Regions from separate parts of the Mus musculus genome. Here region 1 is linked to region 2. The links are chromatin contacts, called in public Hi-C maps. All regions are on one chromosome and are shown on one strand. The core of a region is the stretch at or near the end of the contact, and the rest is flanking DNA. Distances in the headings are between cores, read along the strand shown.

Region 1 (2,700 bases), core at 134-2,633, 97 kb after region 2:
TGGCTCCCCATGCGTTCATATATTTCAAAGCTTGGTCCCCAGCCAGCGACAGTGTTCGTGAAGCATTAGGAGGTGAGGCCTTGGATGAGGTGTATCACTGGAGATGGCCTTTGACATCTGTCCACGCCTAGTTCACAGTTAGCTTTCTCTCTGCCTAGTGCCTGTGGACAGGAAGAAATCCCTCAGCTACTTCTCCAGAGCCATGCCTGCCTCTCTGTTGCCATGTTTCCCTCCATGACCGCCATGGGCTCTAACCCTCTGGAACCATGAGCCCCTATAGTAAATGCTTTCTTTTTATAAATTGCTTTGGTCACATGTTTCATCACAGTAATAGAAGTAACTAAGACCTAGACAAGTACTCTGCCATGGGATTAGTCTTCAAACTAGTAATGGTGTAGTTTGTGAGGTAACTTCCATATTGATTTGTTTGTGTCTATGAAGAAAATCTCCATGCTTGTGATCTGCATGTGGCCATTGTTGGGTTTCAGGCAAAGTCCATAAACGAAGCAAGTAAGATACAGGGTGGGCCCATTAGGAGTTAGTCAGCATGGTGATTGGAGCAGACATTGAGGAGGAAGAGCTGATGAAAGGCAGTGTGAGAACTGGGCTTGATTTTCTGCCCTCAGTCTCAGAGAACACGGCCCGAGCCTCGGGGTGGGGGTGGGGGAGAACTGCAAGCAGAGAGAGAGTCACCCGCTGTATAAAACCTTGCTTTAAGGCAGGAGCCATACAGTTTCATACTGTATATCTTTTGACCCCCAGAATTTGGGAGGCAGAGGCAGGTGGATCTCTGTGAGTTGAAGCCCAGCCTGCTCTACACAGTGAGTTCCAGGAAAGCAAGGGCTACACAGAGAGACCTTGTGTTAAAACAAAACAAAACAAAACAAAACAAACCACCTTACTTGTATACTACTGAAGGTACTTTAGACAACAACAGTGAAGGCTCAGAACCCAGCATCCAGGTGTCCATCTCTGGAGATCCTTACTTAATTGCTCTGGGTTGTGCCTGAGCCTGGGGATTTTCCAAAGCACCCTGTGTGATTCCATCTTGATGCTAACATTGAGATCTCAGACTGGCCGCAAAGCCCTCAGGACAAGAAGGCTCTATGTGTTATAGATACCCCTTAAGACTGTTGAAAATTGGTATTTCAAGGACCCTCCTAGTGCGTTCACATAGAGATTCCCGTTTAAAACAGTGGAAGGTCTCAATACAAAACTTCCTAAATATGTTTTGGGGATAAACTCAACCCCTCAGTCATGGCTTAGTTGCTTGGCTTTTATAGTTGATAGCTTAGAAATCATTCTGTCTCCAGGTGTATGAGTCACACGAAGCCCCTTCTAACTGACTGGATTTTTCTTCTTCACTGAAGTGAGTGGATTGATCGGTTGTTTTGTCATAGCGTAGCTAAAGCCGGTGGGAGGGTGCCAGTTATCATTTGGAGAAAAGGTATCAATTTGAAGTACCAGAGACAGCGGGTGAATTGTGCTCGTGAAATAGATGTTTCGCTCTACTTTTTAATTTGCTCCTGTTTGAGTTAGCTGAGATTTCTTCTTTATTTTTAAAGAATGACATTTATACAGCCGCTTAAACTGCCAATCTGTTACATAAACAGCCTTGTTTTCCTGAAGGCTAGCGCCCCCTAGAGGCCAAATATGTGTAGCGTTTTAGACTTCGGTCAGGAAAAGACCCTGGTGTTTCTAATAGCCTTATAATTTGCCACGCAGGTGAAGTAAATTGGACTATTCGTTATAGCAAAATTCCCCAAGAGAAGTCTCAAAGCCAGACAACAATGCGACAAGGGGACAACAAAAAGCCTAAGACAAAAAATGTTTTTCCCTGGCATCAAATCCAGGCTTTAGAACCGGGATAGAAAGGCTGAGCCGCAGTCAAGTGACTTTGCGCGTGGCCAGAGCTTGATACTCACATACTGATGGAGGACCTTCAACCTCTGCAGCTAAAGTGGGCTGAAATCTGAAGGTCTTCCAAGTTTTCCCCACAAAGCTTGAGGCATCAAGCCCATAAAGCCATGGGGGTTTGTTTCGTTTCTGATTCCTTTGCCCACCACTTAACTCTCAGTAGCATGCGGACTCATTTAAAATGCTATTCCACCGCTGCCCAGCCCAGACCCAAAGAAGCAAAATCTATTGGTGTCTGGCGCAGGAAGATGAGTTTTAACAGGACATCACAAGTAGTCACTAGTATTGTGCTTTCCATAAACTAAGTGAAGTGCTGTCAAAAGCTCCTAATTAATGAGAGTTTGGGGGCTCTTTTCGGATAGAACATAACTTTGAGTGCAGGAAGAGGCTATGCATGTGTGGTGGGCCTCAGAGCTCTTCATTTTCTCATGCATACACGCCACACAACCTGAGACTGGCCTTGTTCTCATGGCCTCTCTTGGATGTCACCATATTTCCTTCAGCAATTCCACTGAAATTGCCTGGGCTAACCCCTTGACTCAAAGTGTCAACAAGCTAATGGGATCCATTAATCCTTTCTAATTGATTAGTGCTAATGAGCAAGGCTGAATCCCCTGGTTCTCAACTCAGTGAGAACCAGAAAGCCCTCAAGGGCTCGTTAAGACATAGATCGCTGGCTTTCTTGTCCAGGGACTCTGTCCTAGGGCATAGCCTAGGAATCTGCATTTCTACAAGTTTCCAGGACACAATGCTGATGCTACAGGCTTGGGCAATAGCATTTCC
Region 2 (2,700 bases), core at 151-2,650:
AGAGAAACTCTCTCAAACAAAGTCGAAGATGAGGACCAACACTCAAGGTTGTCCTCTGATCACTACTCGGGCGTGCCCTTGAGCACGCATACACACTCAGATGCTCACAATTCAGTACACAGCTGTGGTGTTTGGTTCTGTTCCTGAGATTCTGACCACCGACTAAATAATTAGCTTGATACTTGAAGGAGTCACTAAATCTAAGAGCCAGGTACTTGGCACACAAAGAAAGAATCAGAGGTTTTAGCACAATGCTACACAGCAGAGATACCTGGGACTCTTGTAGGATCAAAGGCCCCGTGAAGACAGAAATCCACAGGAAAAATCACAAGACCAACTCAAGGCGTGACACCGGGTGAAAGCCAAGGAGGTGTGTACGAATTGCCTTCGGGAGGGAACAAGCAAGAGAAGCTGTGCTGATCCAGTTCAAATCAAAAGCAGTAGAGCTCTGCTCACTGTTTCCAACATCTGCATGATCCTGGGGATGGATACAGAGTCACGTCACATCAGATGTTTGCACATGAATCTATCTGCCACCTCACCATCCCTAAGGCTCTGTGTGTGTGTGTGTGTGTGTGTGTTTGACCCAGGAGAGCTTGTTGACAACATGTTATAGATTTTTTGGTTTTTGTTTTTTGTTTCTTAATTCTGAAGCTGAAGAATTATTCTCCCCATACTGATAAAGAACAAAACGGAGAACAGCCAGGACAATCGCCTACTTATGCAGTAATCAAAGCCTTGTATTGCGAGGCACAGAAATGAAGGCGAATTCTGAAAGGCAAATTAGAAATTGGTGGAGGGAATTTCCAGGTGGCAACGAGAAGAAAGGGAAAGGATTGCTCTCTGCGGCTAATGATTCTATCTGAAGAGCTGTGTTTTAAATGTTCATGGAGGTCTAGGCCCACGCAACAGGGAGCACAAGGGAGAACGGGTTAGCACAGAGACCAAGTTGAAAACCAGTGAATGCCAGTTAGACAGGCTAAGTCCTAAGAATACACAGCGCCCCATGCAACGGTCAATCCATGGACGCGTCACAAGATGAAATTTCCCACAAAATCATCTCTAAGAGATATGCCTGAAAAGATACACTTCATGTACATGCTAGCTGTACTGACCGTCACTGAATATGTGTGTGCTAACTAAATGTCTTAGCTCACTAAGTGACTGCTACAAACACAGGCTGGGGTGAGAAGAGCGAAGCAGCTTCGAGCCACAGGTATCTTCCTACAAAGCGTTTCTTAATCTGCTCTGGATGTATGCATACAGGTGCCAGCCCCCAGGCTTACGGCTAAGCACATCTTCGCTCTTAATAATCTGTGAATACAAAGATAGGAAATGAAAAATGATCGTGCTTTCTATCTCGACACAGCCCCAATACAGAAATTACTGGTGCCACCTATTGTTGAAAACACAGAACTGAAGGGCTAACTACCATCCTGAAACTGCAGTTACCTTCCTCAACAGGAAGGCTCAAACTCTGCCTGCTGGGAGAACCAACCAACAGCCAACTGTGCTCAGATAGAAAACAAGCATAGCATGTCACGAAGCCTGTCCACTTTTGCATAATGATTTGTTCATAACTATAACCTAGCAATAATTAACTTCTTTACTGAAGTGGAAAAAAAAAAAAAACACGAGGCAGCTTTGCATGGACTGGTGGCGAATGAGTTATGAAATCAATTGTTGGGTGCAAAATGGTGTTGTGGGTGGTGTGTGCTAATGCACTGCTGTCTATGAACAAAGGGAAGATACTCATGTCTCTATAGAAGTTCTCAGAGAAAGCATGCAAGAAGCCAAGAAAGGAGGATTATGGGTTCAAGACTAGCCTGGGCTACTCGGTAAGCATTCTAACCTCAGAAAGAGAGCAAAAGGCAGAGGGAGGAAGGGAGGGAGGGAGGGAGGGAGGACGAAGCTTGGGAGAGAGCTCGATCCATGGTAAAGCACACACACCAGAGGGCCTGGCTTCTATCTACAGAACCCAGATAAAAATGCCCAGAGAGTAACCTATGTTCGTAGTTCCAGTGCTGGAGAGACAGAGACAGGAGGACCCCCTGGGACTTGATGCTGGACCAATTTGGCCAGCTGGTGACCTACAGACCAATGAGGGACTCTGTTTCAAAGGAGGTAGTCACTGGAGGTTGCTCTCAGTTCGAACTTACTTAAACACACATGGTTGAGTGCATACATGTGAACGAACACACACGCAAGAAATTACTCAAAAAAAAAAACAAAAAACAAAAAACAAAACCCATCAACTATAGTATAGTCATCACCAGTGACAAAGGCTCAACCATTGGAGAAAACTACAAGACTCAATTCACTCAACTCCCTTTCTCTCCATACAGAAATGTTACAACACATCCATATTTCTGGACTAAAGTGGGAGTGGGTGGGAGGGTATGGGGGACTTTTGGAATAGCATTGGAAATGTAAATGAGGAAAATACCTAATAAAAGTATAAATAAATAAATAATAAAATTAATTTAAAATTAGTACTATCTTTACTATAACAGCTGATTTGAAGGTACTATATCTGAAAGAAAGGAAAGGAAAGGAAAGGAAAGGAAAGGAAAGGAAAGGAAAGGAAAGGAAAGGAAAGGAAAGGAAAGGAAAGGAAAGGAAAAAGAAAAGAAAGTAAGTCAACAGCTCTAATGCTGCCTAATTATCAAGACCAAAAGACAAAGGGTTGGGCAAGGAACA

Evidence for each region. A called contact is a pair of places that touch in the nucleus more often than the background predicts.
Region 1: a Hi-C map of cortical neurons shows a contact between it and region 2, with 1.7 times the contacts expected there. A contact is called at or near these places in 27 of 484 Hi-C or Micro-C datasets (the 3T3-L1 cell line, the C2C12 cell line, DN3 thymocytes and 16 more) and 4 of 130 datasets of targeted methods (bone marrow-derived dendritic cells, embryonic fibroblasts, embryonic stem cells and 1 more).

Annotation. Positions count from the first base shown.
Region 1 is chr19:28,724,753-28,727,452 of GRCm38.p6, forward strand. No RefSeq gene overlaps it. Among named protein-coding and RNA genes, the nearest start is that of Gm35922, 34 kb to the right of the region's middle.
Region 2 is chr19:28,627,316-28,630,015 of GRCm38.p6, forward strand. All of the region lies in intron 2 of Glis3 (GLIS family zinc finger 3), which reads right to left. Among named protein-coding and RNA genes, the nearest start is that of D930032P07Rik, 50 kb to the right of the region's middle.